Linked DNA regions of Sus scrofa: region 2 is linked to region 1. A link is a contact called in public Hi-C data. All regions are on one chromosome and are shown on one strand. The core of a region is the stretch at or near the end of the contact, and the rest is flanking DNA. Distances in the headings are between cores, read along the strand shown.

Region 1 (4,775 bases), core at 516-3,015:
GCTTACAAAAGCCCCAGCTGCCCTTACCACCTGCTTTGGGGGCACCGGAGGGATGCAGCTACTCTGAACGCTACCCACCAGTGGCCGGAGGGGGCAAGGATGAGCATATCTGACAGGCAAGCGAGTTGAGATGCCCCTTTGTGCTGGACTGTTGTGAACTTGGGCCTTAGTGCATTGTAGGATTTGGGTAGGGACTGGGCTTCCTTGCTTTGTGTGCCAGGCTGCGAGTGCCGGTGTGGAGATGTGCGTTAAGCTGTGTGTGTTGTGGGAATGGCACTGGAGTGTAAGTACGAGTATCCGATTGCCTTACTATATTTGAACGGAGAATGGGTTATTCCGAGGGCAGGCTGTGGTTAGTCTAGGTGAGGTGGTTGGTGGATGTGGGTGTTCAACAAGGTGCTGGCTGCCAAGGCCAAGCAAGGGGTGGTTTTTCTTCTACGGCAGGCTCTTCTCACCACCCCCACAGCTTTGGGGTGGGCTCTTCCTCTGAGCTGACCCCCTCTCTCAGAGAGACACCCTTCCTGCCATTCCCCCCTCCTCCCCCGAGCCACCGGTCAGAGAGGGGTTCTCCAGTTACAGCGGAGTGACAGCCCCCCCCCCATGTGGGCCTAACCCAGGGGAGGGTGGGGCTCCTGCCCCCTGCAGCTCCTTTTCCTTTGGGTGGAGGAGGGGGTCTGGGAAGGAAAGGGGATGGGTTGGGGAGGGGGGAGGGCCAGAGCTCTGCCTTTTCAAATGCAACCGGAGACCAAAGGCAATTAGATGGTTGGGACCATTTCCGACCTGGCGCCACAGAGCCCGGGAAGTGACAAGGTAATTTGGACCTCTGACCGACGTGCAAAATGGTCGGAGAGCCGCAGCACCCGGGCGGCCCGAGGCGGCCGCGGTTTTACGGTCCTTTATGGACTCCCGGCTTCCGCGCCTGGATGCGCCTTACACCCCGCCAGCCACAAACTGCCCGGACCCGCGTTTGATCTCGTCCACGCCGGGAAAAGGTGTCTTCCCCGGGCGCAGTTGAAACAGCACCACAAAGCTCTGGGGGGTTGGAGTGCACTTCGAATCCCCCCCAAGCCCAGGGCCGGCGTCTCCCTCCTTCCCCCAAAGCACAGCTGTCACCCTCGGTCCCGCCAATGCCAGAGCACAGCAGGAGACCCCCGCCAGGGCGCAGATAGCGGGGGGCGAGTTGCTCGGGTGGGTCCCCCCAGCCACCCCGCCCTGGGAGAAAGGAGTGTCTTCCTCCCCCGCACCGCTGAAGTGGAAGGTGGGCGCGGTGGGAGGCCGGGGCAGAGAAGGGGCGCGGTGGCTACCTTTGCTGTGCTGGTACTCGGCGTTCCCCGTGGCGCAGTCCGGGGTGCAGCTCACCTCGATTTCTTCATAGAAATCCGACTCGGTGTCCGAGCTGCTGGGTTGCCCCTGGCCCGAGAGGCTGTCTGCGGAGGCGGCCGGAGGTCCGGGGCCGAGCACGGCCGCCCCGGCGGCCCGCGACTCGGCGCCCGGGCCCGCAGCGCTGCCTGCTAGTCCGTCGACCGGCTCCTCCTCCAGGCCTCCCCCGCCGCGCTCCCGGGCGGCCGGAGGACCGGCCCGCGGGCTCAGGCAACTGCGGGGCACCATCTTCTCCGGCGGCTCGGGCAACGGGCTGCCCACGGCTTCGGACAAATTGGAGACCCTCTTGCCCACCAGAGTGCCAAGCTGACCCCCATCCAGAAACATAACCATGTCCTTTCGGCTCTCCATCTCGGGCTCTCGGGGGGTGGGGGGAGAAGCCCCAAGTGAGCTCCTAGCCCCCCGGCTCCTCGGGTCCCCAGCGGCCGGACAGCTCTTGGCTGCGGGAGGGAGAAAGAGAGGCCAGGCGACCGGGCGGGCGCGGAGCGGCTGGAGAGCGGTGTCGACGGTGACGGCGGTGGCGGCGGCGGCGGGGAGCTGGGGTCACCTTGTGATGCGAGCTCTCCTCTGTGCCGCACCGCCTCTGGGAGGAAGCCCCATTGCCCTCTTCTTTCTAAGCTGTCATCCTCCTGCTGCAATCGTCATTACAGTACCGCTGGTGACGCCACTCGGCGAGCGCAAGTGGATAAATAGAAACGTCTGCCACAGCGAAGATGAAAGGAGACCCGCAGCTAATGGCTCGGCAGTGATGCGCCAGGTGTGGGCCTCGCTCGAATGGGGAGGAGAGTGTGAAAACAGAGAGACACACACACTGAGAGAGGGAGACACCCGGGCAGAGGGGATGCAAATGGAATTCCGCAGAAAGAAAAGAGAGCTTAACGCGGCCGAGTTCCGCAGAGGCTGCGGGACTCGGTCATTGAAGACGCTTTTGATTTTTGTTTTTGTTGTTGTTGTTGTTGTTTGGGCTTTTGTTTTCTTAACTTGGTGCCTGATTCTAACACTGGGGAGAGAATTCATAGCTGCATTTTAGAAGTGTGAAGGCAGATGCACAAGCCCCGCTTCTCTCCTCTTTATTACAACTGCCCGTCCCTGGTGAGCTAACCTTGCCCGGGGATCCAAAGTCTTTTTTACAAGCTACCGAAACGCCTACACCCTCCCCCGCAAGTCGTCTGGAGAGCCTAGCCTGGGGTCTCTTTTCCTCCCTCCTCCCAGCCTCCCTCCCCAGCTATCTCCTCGTCTTTTTCCTCCAGGGAACCAAAAGAACTTTGCTGTATTTCTTCCCCAAGGGGCAACAGCTAAATGCCTAAATATTTTTTCTTTAAAGACTTCACTTTGGCTGCTGACTCCAAAGGTTTGCCTTTTTTTTTTTTTTTTTTAAATTCTCCCCTCCCCATCTAGGTGGCCTTAAGCTTTCCACAGCCCAGCTTGACCTCCAGATGGCTAGTCATCGAAGAAATCGCTTTCCCATTTGTTCGGGCCTCGCCTGCACTTCACTTCAGGTATGTAGGGAGGGGGGAGGTTCTAAGAGGGGACTCTTGCCCTTGTCTTACCCATATTTTAAGGAATTCGTTCAGAGTCAACGAAATCCTGGATATAGGTTTGGGGAGTTAAGAAGCCCTGGCAAATTCAGCCCCCAAATCGCCAGTGGCAGCGGCAGCTGCAGAGGCTCCTAGCTGGGAGAAGGGGCTTTTCTCACTCGGGGATTTGAGGCAGGGGTCGAGAGTGCCCAGCACACGGCAGGCATTGGGTGCAACAGAGCTTTGACTCACAGGGTTCTCCCTCTGGCCCTGCCTGGGGACTTTTGTCCCCTGCTCTAAAAATGGGTGTCGTAAAGATAGAAGAGAGAGAAGTCACTGAAAAAGCCATGAAAGAACAAGTGACTGGGACTCTTATCAATCTTTGAGGACAGGAGGGGGGACCTCTATGGCAGGGCTGGGGGGCATGAGTCGTCTTTGGAAATAGCCACAGGTTCCCTCTTAAGGCTTCTTCCAGGGAAGGTGGAACCCATTAGAAAATCGACACCTTCCCAGTTCTGAGCAAGTGTATCAGGGCCAGGCAGGTGGGCTGGGGTCCTCCCCATTTTGCCGAGGCTGGGAGGCAGGCCCCTTCTCTGTTCTGCAACCTCTACCACCCTCCTTTCTTTGCCACCTCCTCGGAGCTTCTAGCATCAAGCTGACCATGGCAAAGGGCCACCCTGCATCCTCTCCATGTTCCAAGACAAAGCTCCACCTTCCAAGAATCTAAAGAAAAGCGCTTCTATCACTAAGTGTTTTGTCTTCTATCTCTTACTTCTCTCCCTGCCTCCTTTCTCTTTTTCTCTCTCTTCTTCTCTCCTCCACCCCATAGCCTGGTTCCATCTTCCTATCTGGGGGCTTCCAGAAGTGATGGAGGAAGCAAGGGATTCAAGGAAAGGGAAGAGGTCCCTTTTCAAGTCCTGCGTCTGACCCCTCCCCAGTTTAACAAGAAGACGCTTCATTAACCTCACTTTAGGGGTGGGCTGCGCAGAGGGATCTGGAAGATAATGTTTGCATAAAAACATCCACTTCCTGGGACTCCCAAAGCCACCAGGTGTTGTGCACCACTAGCCCCAAAATCCTGGAGAATAGTTTAAGGCTGAGACGAGGGATTGGAATCAGATCCCAGAGCCTTTTGCCAGGGTGCAAAGTTGTCCTAGAATTATGTCATGCCCTGTCCTTTCTGGCCAGCAGCCAGAGCCTAAGGGAGCACCTGGCTTGCTCTTTTCTTGCTGTCAAAACTGAGCCACCAGCCTCTGTGTTAAATCGGCCACTGTCGTCCACCCTTGGCTGGGCCCTTCCAGCACTGGGCCTGGGGCGCACCCTGCCCTCCACCCCCAGCCCTCCACCAGCTCCCAGCTGCTCCCGCTGTGCTCACCTCAGTGGGGCCGGGTCCTCAGAGGGACTCCCAGCTCCCCGCCCCGCCCCCAGCTTTGCATTCAATGGGAGCGCTTCACGTTTGATCCTCTTTTTCCTCCGGCTTTTCCCTGCGAGATGAAAGGGGAGAAGGATTGAGAGATCAAGAGGTGCCACTTGCGTCTCCTTCCTGGTCCGGGCCCACCAGACCAGGAAGAGGCTCTAGTCTGGGCTCAGCCTCCCCGGGACCAGGGGCTTCCTCCTCTGGGCTTCGGATCTGAAACTTCAGGGATGCCCGCATCCCTTTCCCGACTCCTGCCTCGGCCCTTTCCAAACACTTCAATTTCCCCTGCCTTTAGGGGCCTCCACCTCCACCCCCCACCCCCATCCCGCCCCTGGGGGGGATTTTTTTTTTTTTCCTAACCAAATGTCACTTCTTCCAAAAGCATCCTTTCACCAACATCCGACGGAGAGCTCAAATGTTTAACAAGAAGAGGAAAACAGGAGGGGGCTGGATAAAAGCAC
Region 2 (4,916 bases), core at 1,806-4,305, 130 kb after region 1:
TCCTCCCCGGCTGCACTTCCAGCCTCGGAGCCGCCCAAGACCCTCGCAGACAAGTTCACAAGGAGACCCCTGTGAAGGGTCGAAAGGCACCAGAGCACCTCCGCTGGTCCAAAGATTCTTCTAGTGCTGAGAAAACGTTTTCTTCTAGTCCTCAAGGGGGAGAGAGCGGCTGGGGCACGGAACTTGGGGGTACTGGGGGACCGGGGGTCCTCTCCCCAAAGAAAACCTCGGGGTTTTGGCGGAGCCGGGTGAACGGCTGAGGGATTTGTCTAGAAAGGGCGCCGCGGCAGCGGCGGGTGATTTCTGGTGGTGGAAATCGACAGGCGATATTTTTCTTTAAAAACAAAACAGCAACAATAACAAGCAAAAATCCTTCGGCTACCATATATTACTGTTTTTAATCACCTCGCCTGCCTAGCTCCGAAAGCCAGTCCTTTGGATTTCAGCACAGAGGCCTGAACCCCGGCCGTCTGCGTGCCCGGTCCCCAGACCCTAGTCCTGAGTCGGAGCCCCCCTTCTGCCCGCTGCAGCCCGCGCCCAGAGGCCACCTCGTCGGGGCGGACAGAGGCCGGGCCCGAGCTTCCGCCCCGGCTTTCTCTGGGCTCCTGCGCCTCGGCGGGTCCGGTGTCTGCCTTTTGCCGGCACAGTCCGGGCGCCGGTGGAAAGGGATGCGCCCCGGGGCGCCCCAGCCCTCACCTCGGCGCCCTGGGCCCCCTCGGCCCCGGCGTCCCCTCCCCTGGCAGGTTCTCACGGAGAGCTGGCCTTCCCTGCAGCTGGCTTAGCTGAGAAGGCGGTGAGTCGCGTCAGCAGTTTGGAGGAGAAAGTGCGGGTTGATTATTGACCCACGCCTTCTTTCTTCAAATGCCACATCCGACCCGGCCGGTTTGAAGACAAAATGCCGCTGAGCGGCTCTTTGCGGCCGGCTCTTGCCTCCTACGCGGGCCCGGCTCCCCCTTTCAAGTTGCGCCGCAGCAATATGCCATAAGGAGCAAGTGTTTGCTGTTTTGTGCTCTGTTTACAGCTTTGGGGCGCCGAGTCATAAATCTTGCCCAGCCATAAATGACAAAAACCATTGGTATGCATGAGGCCACCCTGGCCCAGAGTGCTTTTTGATTTCTCCCTTTTCCCTTGGCTTTGTTTTTGCTCTAAGGTGACACTTTGGCTCCCTGACAGTTTAGACACACTACTTATATTTTTAACACCTTCCTTTGAGGAGGCCGAGCCCTTGACACCTTGGAATTGCACGAAAGCTCCATTTCTCTCTTTTTGCCGCACACATATCCTTGCATAGTTCACTTCTGAATCTGGGGACTTGAGGGAGGCTTTAGGCCGGAGGAATACCATCCTCCTTAAAGTTTTGGCAGCGTTACCTGGCACGCGGGGCCTTTCCTCTCCTCAGCGTCCCTATCTGGGACCACTAATTGGTGGAAGGGGGGTTATTGATGCCGGTTCCTGTTGGGGTCAGAGCTCTATCTACCCGAGAGTGAGCTGCACGTTTGTGCTGTGAAATGGGCACAGAAGAGCTGGAGACCCAGGTTTCCAGCCCCTTTGTGTGTACCTGAGCCACCAGCGTCCCATTTCACTGCCCGGACCAGCTGCCTCTCCCCCAGGCTGCTTCCCTCCTGGCTGTCAGGATTTCAAGGGTTTGAAATCGTAACCAAAGTTGCCTGGAAATATAATCAAAGACAGCCTAGCTGGCCCTGGAGAGGTCTCCCTATCCCAGCGCCCCCAGGGGTTGATTTGAGGTTCCTGGACTGGGCGGCAGGTGAGGCAAACCGCGCAGAGTCTGGGGAACACTCTGCTCCGGGCTCTCCTTTCCCTGGGCCCCGCAGCTGGAAAGGTCCAGGACACAGGGTTGAGGTGGTTTCTCAAACGGATTCCCAGGAAATAGAGGCCCGGCCAGAGAGCCCCTTTGTGAGCGCCGTTTGTCCTCATTAGCATAATTTTCCTGGACTTTCGTGACGCCCGGGCGCGGGGAGAGGGAGGGCGCAGGGGGCTGGGGGGAGGCTGCCCTCCTCCCGCCGCCGCTGAGCTCCCCCTCTCGCTCCCGTCCTTCCCCTCGCCGCGGCCCCATCCCCCACGCCGGCCCGCGCCCCCCCAGCCGCCGCGGCCTCCCCTCCCGCCCGCCCCCAGCACCCCCGCCGCACCCCCCGACCAGCCGCTGCTCCGCGTGTAATATTCATAAGAAACATACCCAAGTCGGTGCCACTAGCCCAGGCAGAGCCCCGCGCCGCGCTAGCGCTTATCTCCGGGCCGCGGCTGCTGCCCTCGGGAAGGGCAGGGGGCGGGGGTGTGGGGGAGGGGAGGGTGGGTGGGGTGGGTGGGAGGGGGGGGTCCGAGCCGCCCCAGTCCGCCCAGGGCGAGCCTTGCCGGAGCAGCGAGGCGGCCACGCTCTGCGCCGCAGCGTCCGGGCCTCGGGGTCTCCCTCCCGCCCGCCGCCTCGGCTGATGCTGAGGGTCGGTGCCCATCCCGCGCCGAGGGGACCCGGCCGGGCCGCCGAGCCGGGCCGGGGGCCGGAGCCCGAGCCCCAGCCCGAGCCCGCGCTTGCGGCGCTCGTCGCAAGTTAAGGTAAGCAGGGCCACAACCGGCCGCTCCCGGCGCTGAATGGCGGAGTTTACGTCTCGGTGATTTATGGCTGCAGACTTAAATCTCGGTTCAAGAAGAGTTCACAAGCCGGAGCTTCCTTCCCGGCAGTGACTGATACCCTTACACTTCGAGTTCAGGCCGCGCTCGCGTCCCCGCCCCCACCTCTTCCCGCTCCCTAGCCCAGCCGCAACTTTGCGGGGCTGGAGGGAGAGGAAGGGGTAGGCGAAGGGCCGCGGGGGCTCTACCCGCGGTTCCCGCTTCAACCTGGGGTGAGGGCAGGCCGAGAAAGGGCGGGAGTGGCAAAAGGGAGCGGTGTCTCTGAAGGAAGGAGGTTGAATTTGGGCAGACCTTCCAGAGAGACAATAGGGCTTGCTTCCTGCCCTCAGTTTAGCCTCCTCAACTCTCTTTCAGTTCTTGCACCTGGGGGTTATTGTCCAGAAAGGGGTCTTTTCAGAGGAATCTCCTCCCATCCCCAGCCCTTGCTTGGGGGTGCAAAGCAAAGTTTCCTGACTGGCAAATCTCCAACTTCTTTACTAGGTTGCAAACTTTGGGGGCTGGGTTGGGGTGGCGCGGTGGGGTGGGGGTGTGTGGGGGGATTGTGTGGGCCCCAAGGTGGTTATTTGCTGACCTCAAACAATAGGAAAGACTTTGGTGGGATCTCCGCGGCGAATTCACATTTTGAGTTTATGGAGATGGTTGTTTGCTGAGTTTTAAATGCATTTTTGTTATTGTGCAAGACAATGCGTAAGTTGATGAAACGACTTAAGTAAGCCACAGGCCGGTGTAGCCTGTGATAATGGATTAGTAAGTCACTGGAAATGTTGCATGTTCAAAATCAACTTAATGTTATTTTATCTAATATCTTGCTGTTCAAGTGTCTGGAGTAATTTTCTTAACCTGACGTTTTATTTTACACAAACCCGGTATGTTAAAAATTCATAATGGCAGAGATTAACACTGCCAAATGTAATTGGAACTATTTTCAGTGAAAGAACAGGAAACGGAGATATTAAATTGCTATTCTGTTTTAAATTTTATTTTATCCTTTATTTATTTTTGATCATAGTATCTGTAACTTCCTATCTATTTTCGAAAGAGAAACAATACTCCAGGGCTCAAGATCACATACAATAACTCCGGATAAGGGATGCTGTAATTTTTAATTGAGGTTCTGGAAAATTAATTGTGCCTGTTTTCCAGATGTTGGTCAGATTGTTGGTTTAATAATGAAATCCAAAAGAGTCCATTATTAAAAACAAAATTATAATAACCCACTGGTAGATGCTTATTACATTAATTTTCTTCTAGTTAACCAAGTGTCTGCTATTCCTGGAAAACTTGAATAACTCCAGGACTCAAATGCACATAGTTGAGGCATCAAGTGTCAACTGTTTTCTTCGTGAATTTGCCACTGTAATTTTCTTAAATGGTCAGAGAGAGACTAACATTCTGATTGTGTGCATGTGGGTGTGTGTGGGCAGTCACTATATAAACTCACATGGAAGTTTTCTGAGCTGAGAACTAGAGGTTGACCATGCAAAAGTGTAAACAAAAATAAAACATAGATTTCACTTTTGCAATCTGCTTTCTAAATAAAAGAGTTGAGAAGATTTTCAGTTGCTTTTTGGATTTCCAGGCTTGTCCTTTTCTTGATATTTCTGAAGCAGGTAAATAGGCCAAGTAACAAATAAAAACAACACAGCACACAAAGATCAGGGAACTCTGGCAGGATTTTATGGCTTGTGCTTCCATCCCTCGTCCGGAGCCAAATGACCCCCATACATCAAATTACATAGCAGTTTCTAAGACAGAACCTATTATCGTTAAGTTGGAAGAAGAGTTCAAGCCGTGGTCATGGAGATGAACGCTGGTTTTTCAGGTTCCTGGTGGGTTTCCCCCCCCTCTAATCCATCATGTTTTAACAGGTAGAATTTGATAGTTGCTCTGAATAACAGCACCTCAGAAAGTCCAAGGCAGGAGGGTCTGGTGACCTTCTGTAACAGAGGAAAAAAGGTGGGAGTGGCCTGCTGCGACCTGCCTGAGAAATAGGGACCGGGAAGGAGTAAAGAACTGTCCAAGATTTGAGTTTGACTTCCTGACGAGGGTGGTGGTGTTGGTTCCTCCACACGCAGGATCCAAAGTTTTTTTCCTCTCCCTTCCTTGACTGCAAGGGGCTCAGTTGGAAGAGGTGGGTCATATCGCTGCACAAGGATAGATTATCTGCCTAACAAGCTCAGCTTCTTAAGTCTACAAAGTCGGGTGGGTCGAGTTGGGCTATTGCCTGAAAAAATTTTGTGCATACCTCTCTTGGGTGCTGGAAGGTCCAAGAA

Evidence for each region. A called contact is a pair of places that touch in the nucleus more often than the background predicts.
Region 2: a contact with region 1 is called in a Hi-C map of epiblast stem cells, with 2.2 times the contacts expected there. The contact joins the promoter of LOC110257526 here to the promoter of EVX1 in region 1. A contact is called at or near these places in 2 of 47 Hi-C or Micro-C datasets (epiblast stem cells and undifferentiated spermatogonia).

What each region holds. Positions count from the first base shown.
Region 1 is chr18:45,329,439-45,334,213 of Sscrofa11.1, forward strand. It overlaps EVX1 (homeobox even-skipped homolog protein 1), which reads right to left and starts at 1,766. Exons shown (of 3, transcript XM_003134834.3): 1 at 1,305-1,766. The coding sequence starts at 1,731.
Region 2 is chr18:45,457,363-45,462,278 of Sscrofa11.1, forward strand. It overlaps LOC110257526 (ena/VASP-like protein), which reads right to left and starts at 3,056. Exons shown (of 4, transcript XM_021078743.1): 1 at 3,007-3,056; 2 at 2,711-2,850; 3 at 2,195-2,635. The coding sequence starts at 3,056. The region is part of intron 4 of HOXA3 (homeobox protein Hox-A3); the gene reads left to right. LOC110257592 (a long non-coding RNA gene) reads right to left here. Exons shown (of 3, transcript XR_002340416.1): 2 at 4,889-4,916; 3 at 4,301-4,580.